Linked DNA regions of Sus scrofa: all the other regions are linked to region 2. Evidence: chromatin contacts called from public promoter capture Hi-C and targeted proximity ligation data. All regions are on one chromosome and are shown on one strand. The core of a region is the stretch at or near the end of the contact, and the rest is flanking DNA. Distances in the headings are between cores, read along the strand shown. Region 1 holds the start of BMP10 (bone morphogenetic protein 10). Region 2 holds the start of FBXO48 (F-box only protein 48). Region 3 has its middle 20 kb from the start of GKN3.

The links. Promoter capture Hi-C pulls out the DNA fragments that hold promoters and counts their contacts.
Region 1: a contact with region 2 is called in a promoter capture Hi-C map of fetal liver, with 2.8 times the contacts expected there. A contact is called at or near these places in 1 of 5 promoter capture datasets (fetal liver), 2 of 47 Hi-C or Micro-C datasets (embryonic fibroblasts and omental adipose tissue) and 1 of 2 datasets of targeted methods (alveolar macrophages).
Region 3: a targeted proximity ligation map of alveolar macrophages shows a contact between it and region 2. A contact is called at or near these places in 2 of 5 promoter capture datasets (fetal liver and fetal skeletal muscle), 10 of 47 Hi-C or Micro-C datasets (blood, embryonic fibroblasts, fetal heart ventricle and 6 more) and 2 of 2 datasets of targeted methods (alveolar macrophages and skeletal muscle).

Annotation. Positions count from the first base shown.
Region 1 is chr3:73,518,479-73,521,178 of Sscrofa11.1, forward strand. It overlaps BMP10 (bone morphogenetic protein 10), which reads left to right and starts at 1,426. Exons shown (of 2, transcript XM_003125070.4): 1 at 1,426-1,843. The coding sequence starts at 1,510.
Region 2 is chr3:73,829,939-73,832,638 of Sscrofa11.1, forward strand. It overlaps FBXO48 (F-box only protein 48), which reads left to right and starts at 1,361. Exons shown (of 4, transcript XM_021087420.1): 1 at 1,361-1,470; 2 at 2,178-2,323. It overlaps APLF (aprataxin and PNK-like factor), which reads right to left and starts at 1,220. Exons shown (of 10, transcript XM_005662500.3): 1 at 843-1,220. The coding sequence starts at 938.
Region 3 is chr3:73,486,278-73,488,977 of Sscrofa11.1, forward strand. No RefSeq gene overlaps it. Among named protein-coding and RNA genes, the nearest start is that of GKN3, 20 kb to the left of the region's middle.

The sequences.
Region 1 (2,700 bases), core at 176-2,675, 310 kb before region 2:
CTTGGTGTGTCTTTCCCTGCACCAGACACACAATTCCACCACTGTTTTTCAGATCAAAGCTTTTGGCCTTTTTCACCTGCCTAATATGTTGTTTGCCAAGCTTTCACTGAAGCCATGTGATGAATTTGATTTAACCGTAAAGATGGCTTTAGCAGAGATTTTGGTGATCTTAATAATTCGTCATTCCAGTGAAGGACCTGAGGTCCACATCCAGCCACACGCTATTGCCTGTCTTCTCCTAACTGTGGGTGCCCGGGCAAAAGGCTGGGCTGGAGCTATAGCCCAGGGAACACTGGTTAAAAGGTCTGATTGCTGGGAGTTCCCACTGTGGCTCCGCAGCTTATGAACCCACCTAGTATCCAGGAGGATGCAGGTTTGATCCCTGGCCTTGCTCAGTTGGTTAAGGATCTGGTGTAGCCACAAGCTGCAGTGTAGCTCACAGACAAGCCTTGGATCCCACATTGCTGTGGCTGTGCTGTAGGCCGGCAGCTGCAGCTCTGATTCGACCCTTAGCCTGGGAACTTCCATATGCCGCAAGTACGGCCCTAAAAAAAGCAAAGGTCTGATTGTTTTCTTGTTTCATAAGTGTCAGACTGCCTGGATTCAAATCCTGGCTCCATCACTTTGTCACTTTGTGACCTCTGGCAACATATTGAAACTTAGTGACCGATGTATGCCATGGGGATAATAATAGTGTCATTATAGGAAGCACATTTGGCGATATATACAAAGTACTTAGCACATTGCCTGTTCGTAGGAAAGCACCTAATAAATCTTAGCTGCTGTAATAATGAAGCACTTGCCCTATTTTTCAAAAGCCATTTTAGCCAGATCAAGTCTGTACAAAAAAGGCTATTGATGACAAAGTTTTTACTCTCTTCTTTCTAATAATGTCAGCGGTTAAAGATTTCTGTAAGTTCATTTGTATCTATTAACTTAACTTGAAAACGCTGGAGATTTGGTCTTTCTTCGGAGAGATTTATGTGAGAATGAAAGGCCCCTCACTTGCATTAAACCGTATCGCCACCCATGTGCATTATGTCGATTCTTAATATCTATTATCTGCATGTGTGACACTGAACCATGTAAAAGCAAAATGTAGGTGCTTCTGCCAAAAGGAAGTGGATTCAAAGGAGGAGAAGCAGAGCCTTTGCAAGAAGAAAACTGTCCTATCTCTCAGCCAGTGTCAGAATGTGGAAATGTTTACAAAATGCTCATTAAAAGAAAAAAGGATTGCAAGATAGAAACAAAATCTGGTGCACAAGTTTACACTAGGGAGATAAGAAAGGCTAGGCCCCTATGGGGGATTTTGTTATCCAATTACTGCAACCTGACTTTTGGTGTTGGGGGGTGTGTGTGGGAAGAGTGGCGGGGGGAGGGAGAGAGAAGGGAAGTTTCCAAACTTGTCTCCAGTGACAGGAGACATTTATGCTCTGCAAGATAAAACTGCCACTTAGAGCCCAGGAGCGCTAAACCTTCCTGGGCTGGCCTGGGGGCTCGAGCAGAGCTATGGGTTTCCTGGCCCTACAGCTGTGCGCGCTCTCCTGCCTGGTGGCTCCCTGGGTTTCTGGCAGCCCCATCATGAGCCTGGAGCAGTCGCCTCTGGAAGAAGATATGCCACTCTTTGACGATGTCTTCTCGGAGCAAGATGGTGTCGACTTCAACAGCCTGCTCCAGAGCATGAAGAACGAGTTTCTCAAGACATTGAACCTGTCTGACATCCCGATGCAGGACTCAGCCAAGGTCGACCCCCCCGAGTACATGCTGGAACTCTACAATAAATTTGCCACAGATCGGACCTCCATGCCCTCTGCCAACATCATTAGGAGTTTCAAGAATGAAGGTAGGTTGACGTTTTACTGATGAAATCTGGCTTTGCATTTTCAGAAGCACTAGGTAAATGGACCATGCAAGGGAGGGATACAGATAAGAGTGAAAACGTCTGTATAGGGGTGTGTGTGGACACAGACACACAGAAACAATGCACAGTGTGTTCTGTAACGTCTTCATTTTCCAAATGGCATTAAAAGGGATTAAAGAATATCTTTTGATCCAGAGTTGTAGGGTGTCTGCCATTTTGACCTCATCATTGGGCCTTTAAAATTTTTCAATTTGGACGGCAGGTCATAAAAGATGTTAATGTTAGTCTACCACCATACTTCTGCCCTTTTCCCAGATAGGCCTCAGTTCCATTTGGCTTTTAATTGACCACAGTATTTGTCAGCTTCTGAAAATGATGAAAGTAGACAAAATACAGAAAGTGGCCGTTTGTGTTTCCCTCAACCTTTGGGTGAGTTTCCATTCTGGGACCTGATGTAAGACGTGTTCAAACAGAATGGAAACGTATGTTTTCGAGATTCTTCCTAAAGTTCTGTTTCTTTGATGTGACGTGTGTATCCTTGAAGCCCTGTGTATAGTTTCCGGGAAGTGTGCAAGGCCCAATTAATGATCCGGCTTATTCTGTGTCCTTACAAAGAGCAAAGCACAAGCTTAGATATCAGTGGGAAAAATGTGTTTTCTTCCCCTCCCTAGATCCTTATGAAGTCCTAAATCTAAGGATCTAGCAAGGTAATTCTTTGTTTAATAGGATGCAAGTAGTCAAGATTTTTGTGGCTAATATCGAATACTCGATTCCAATATGGGTGGTGGGTCCAAAGAAAGCAATTCTTCATAGTTACCAATTATGCTTTTATAGTCATT
Region 2 (2,700 bases), core at 111-2,610:
CATGCTGAATGTTAAGAAAAAATATATACGTATTGAGGGAGAGATTTACAAAATTCCGCAATGTAACTGGCAAGTTTTCAAACTCTTAAACATCCCAGAGGAAGAATGCATAGCCTATCGGCACTCGGTGTCCAAAAGCTTAAGTGTGCCCTTTAAATAACCAATCTATAGCTCAACTTTCTTATTTGAACAATGAAGATAATAAGAGTACCTAACTCAAAGGGTTTAGAAAAGATTAAAGTTGATACAAGTGAAGTTCTTAGATCAATGCCTGGAACACTACATACACAGAACGGTGGGCCATCGATATTACTGAAAAAGACTATACAATAAAAGTTTGGCAAATGGGCCAAAAGTTTAAAAGAAATTATTCTAGAACAGCTAAGATCAGAGGTTGGCAAACTTTTCCCGTAAAGGGTCAGATACTACTGCAAATACTGTGGCCTACCAAGCCAAGAGGCAATATTCTCAACTCTTAGAGCAATTATTCTCCACGAAAGACTAATTCAGGTTGTTTACACTTTACATTTGAAAATTTGAGAACCATTCTCAGTATATGCCCTCATACAAAAAAACAGGCTGGATTTGGAGCCAGGGCCAGTTTGCAGACCCCCGCGTAAAAGGACAACGATGATACCCCAAGTCAGTGTTTTTAAAGGCAACAGAAGGAAAAGTCTGAAAGTTGCTTCGAGTTGACTGAAAAAGTGCTGCCCCCAAACTTCTAAAATCCAGACAGGCCTGGCCGGCGTGCTAGCAAATCGGGGAAGGTCCGGGAGAGGGGCCTCGGGAGCCGGCCAGGACCTCGCGGCCGTCCCGACCAGCAAAGCCCCCGCCACACTTACTCCCAACAGCGGCCCGCGGCCTATCACCGTCTCCCCGGGCGCCAGGGCCACCCGGGGACCGCCGTCCTGCGGCTGCAGCTCGAAGCCTCCGGACATGGCGGCGAGGATTAGACCCCTTTGGAAGGAGAGGGTCCCCCCAGCCGTTTCCGCCTTCCATGAACACGCGCGGGGCCTACGCAGGTCCCGCGAAAACACAGGGGGAGGGGGAGTGAAAACTGCGCCCGGGTGTGTCCAGGCCGCGCGGAGCGGGGGCCCCGGCGCGGGGTACCGAGTCCCGGCCCTCCTTCCAGCCAGTGACGCACTCGGGGATTCCCCCTTCACACAGCCTCCAAACTATTGTTTAAAACCCCCGGTCAACCCCCCCAACCCCATCCTTCTCACCGCCCACCCCGCTCGAAGGACACCGGACCTTGTAGTCCGTGACGCCTCCCTTCTCCTCGCTTGCCGAGCAGAGAGGCCCCGAGAAAACTACCAATACCAAGAGTCAATGCGCTCGCCTTTCTGAGCCTGTGCGAAATCCGAGTCAGCAAGGCGGGGCTAGAGTGGGCGGGACCTGAGAGACCTTGGAGAAGGATTCGAATTCTGGAGGATTTAAATCGCTGAAGGAGAGTTCGCTGCGACCCTGTAGGTAGGAGGGTCTTTCCTTCCGGCTGACGTCGGGTGGGCGTGCAAGGGGGCGAGGACCCGGTGTTCGAAGAGTCTGCGCTCGTCCCGCCTGAGCGGCAGTGACAGTTCGTGCTGACGGTTGTTATTGTTGTTTACTTGTCATTGCCCCTTGATCTGTGGACTATGGCATCAGCAATCTGCACGGGGCACGCCAGTAGGGTGGCTCAGATGGGACGTGGGGTCATTCCTTCCGACCTGCGGCGTCCGCCTCGGGTGAGGGCTGCTGAGAGCCGGGTGTCTGCGCGGCCTTCCGATCTCTCCGTCCGTGTGACACCTGAAAGAGGGTGAGCTCTCACCTAACTAGAAAGGTAATTCAGCACGATTTGGTTCATAAAGGGGCAGAAGAAGATAGTTTTCTAGGTATTCAGCCAAAGCTGGACTTGGAGGAAGGAAAATACCTAGTGGGATTTTAGGAATCTCAGCAAGGCACCCCTGTCTGTTAAATTCAAAAACGTTCATCTGCCTCCTCTGGAATAACTGTAACGGGAGAACGCATTTTATCCCCAGTGAGCTCCCGGGAGAAGTAGCAAATGTGCGTGTTAGTGCACAGGAACTGTCTCCTAATATGAGATTCTTTTCAAGAATAGGGTAGTTTGGTTTCAGTTTGTATTGCTGCGGAGCAGGAGGGTGGTGTGGCAAAAACTTAACTCATGAACTTGTTTTTACCAGCTTGCTTTCTTACTTCCCCAAACTCTGAAGAGGAAGTCCTCTCTTGAACTCGAACACTGAAATTCTAACCATTGTAACTAATTGGGATGATGAACAGCCAAATGAATGGGAGCATCTGTGGGCCTGGCAAGTCCAGAAACAAATAGGTGAGTCGCACATCTAGAAAGGGGAATTTGTCCTTAGTTCAGCTAGAAGTATTTAGCTGTATCTGAAACCACTCCTGGCTACCACCCCTCATTAATAGGAGGAAGTGCAAAGTGGAATAAACTGATTTTAAATAAATATGAACTGTCTTTATATGCAAAAATAGCTCCATGCTTTCAACTGATTTCAGAAGCCGTCACCATGCACCTTAAACTAGCTGAAACTGGACTTTACATCTTTAGTCATCTGCTATTGTTTATAGTTGCTTAATAAATGTAACATTGTTTATAATTGTTAGTCATTGTTGCTTGATGGCCTCAGTGACTATTGTCTTAGTTCATAATTAACTATGCATGTAGGGTAGCTTGGGGAAGCCATT
Region 3 (2,700 bases), core at 39-2,538, 340 kb before region 2:
CCTCACGAGAGACCCAGTAAGAGGTTGAGGAGGAGAGTGTGGCAGAGAGAGGTTGCAATCATCAGCACATAAAATCTTACAGCTATTTTACTTAGTTTACAAAAATTTCATTCACATCATTTCCCTTGGAATAGATGAGGAAGGTGACCTTTGCCCATTTTATAGATGAAGAAATGAAGCCGGAAGACACGCAGCCAGTCTGGGAGGATGCGGTAACCACACCCTCCAGTTCAAGTTCAATGCTCTTTCCATTCCATCCCCCTGCAGACTGCAGATTTCCTTCCTCACACGGAACGAAAGGAATATAGGATTACCAAAAACTGAAAGCCAAAGCAACAGCAGGAAAATGTGTGCATCCCCCCATGTTCAAATTCCTGGCGTCACTTCCACGTGTCTCTGTCTCCCTTCACTCATTTACCAGCCCCTAAAGCTGTGCATTTTGCTTTGTGACATAACTCTCAACTACCTTTTCTCTCCTCCCAATGTCACTGTCTTCATTTCCTTTCTGATGGCACCCACGACCCAGGTTTCCCCTCCAATCCCTCCCCTTCACTCAGGTAATAATTTTTGTCAGTCAGAGATGGGAAAACAGGGACAAAGAATTGTTTCAGGGATGGGGTGACTGGGGTTGAACGGGGAGTCTGTGGGGCTTCTAAAGCCGGCGGGACCTGCTGGGAACATTCGGGTGGGTCAATGCCCAAGGTGTGGAGGGTGTGCTTGGGGAGCTGAGACATGGTTCAGGTGATCACAGCTCTCTGGGTTTCTTGGTAGGGATCGGGGAGGGAGGATGCAGCAGGAGGTCAGTGAGGGGCTATTCAAGGATAAGCAGGTGTGGACCTTATGGTTTTTCCCGGAGATCAGTCCATATCTGGTGGGGCAGTAGGACCACAGCCATGCTCAACCATGGCCCAGGATTGGGAATCAATCGTGCTAATTCCAGCAGCCTTGAACCAATGGCTCAACCCTGCGGTGACCCAGGGTTCTGGTGACGGAGCCCTTGTCACTTTCCTCATGATTGGGGCTTTATTTTACATCCAGGCCCCACCGTAGTCTTGCACCAGAGCAGCTCACTTGGCTCTGAACTCAGCTGCCCAGTTCTTCCAGCTGCAGTGTCCTGCATGGCTGCGTGCCTGGTCCTAACCTGGCCTCTCAGTTCTCCTCCACCCTGGACCTTGGCCTCCCTGTAGCTCCATCTCTTTGCTGCCTCCAGACTCCCCCCCATCTGACTCTCCTCACAAGCCAGGGTGCCTCCTGCTCTGACTTTATGCCCTTCCTGGAACTTCCTGCCCAGCACGTTTGTCCCGCCCACCGGGCTCCGCCTGCCTCGCAGCCACGCCCCTCACCTCCCACCTGCTGCGGCCCCGCCCAGGGCATCTCCCTCGGTTCTGGGTTCTGCTGCATGGCCCATAAGGATCTTCTCCACATGCAAGTAGGACAAGGGCATATAGTCTGTTGACCCCAGGGGATGGGCAAAGCAGGGAAAAGCACCGGGCAGCACCGGGCAACCATTCACTGTCCTTCACGTCACCTAGAGCATCCTCGCTGGGGCCTGTTTCTTAACAAGACTCGCTGAGTCAGTGTGGAAATGTGACCCTGGCCCACGCCTCTTGGCACCTGCTGATTCTACTTCCTACAGCTTTAAGGAGAGAAATTAGAAACCTCAGTTTTGCCTTATAAGGCAAAATGGGGTATTTCTTTGGGAAGGCGGGGCTTTGACTTAGGGAGGCGTGCAGGGGGGCCTGAGAGATGGTTTCTGTGCCAGTGGAGATCAGATGTTCACACACACACACACACACACACACACACACACAGGAGCAGAGCTCTGGTCTGGGAAAGGGGGCAGGATTCCTTCACCCACCACACACACTTACAGGCCTTATAGCTCCTCTGAGTCTTTTGTGAATTCTTTTCTCTGAACTCGCAGAACCTGGATTCACTACAGCAAGGATGGGCATGGGGGTGTTATTCTCATTGTCTAGGAAGTACGTCTCCATGAGCTGTGCTTCTAAAAGAAAAACACCAGAACAGAGGGCCCAGCATGGTCAGGGGTGGGAAAAAGAGGGAAACCTTAGTCAATCTGGTGAACAGAATCAGAAACTGCTGGATTTTAAAAGATTTCACCAGACAGCAAACATTTCCTAGGAAAGCATTGTGAGTTCACAACCACAAAACAAACAAACAACAACAACAAAAAAACACTTTAATTTGAAGAGTCATAAAAGCAAAAATAACCTCACTCCATTCTTCCCTAAGCCCATGCACACCCCCGGTGAAGCTGATAGAGCCCAAAGTAAGTGGAATGAGATAAGACTTGAGAAGACCTTCTTCCCCTCTCTTTCCCCTCTCTTTTGGACTTCAGTTTACCCAGTGGCCTGGCAAGAGTTGGTGCTTGATAAATTGTGAGTGAATAGGGGATGTTCTGGGCCCTCGGAAGGACAAGGAGAGTGGAACTCTTTGGGCAGGTCAAGGAGGACCAAACCCAAGTTCTCCTGGGTCAAGTCACCCTGTGTAGCCACTGCTGCCCGTTCAAACCGATGGGTGTGGCCAATGGAGATTCTTGGTGGCTGTAGCCAGTACATCTCCATCCGTGTTCCTACTCGAGGGTCAAGGATCCCTGCAGCAGCCCCCGCCCCGACAACAGCTGCAGGCCCTGCCCAGCGATAAGCCTCTCAGATTCCTTCACGTCTTATCTCCTTTCCA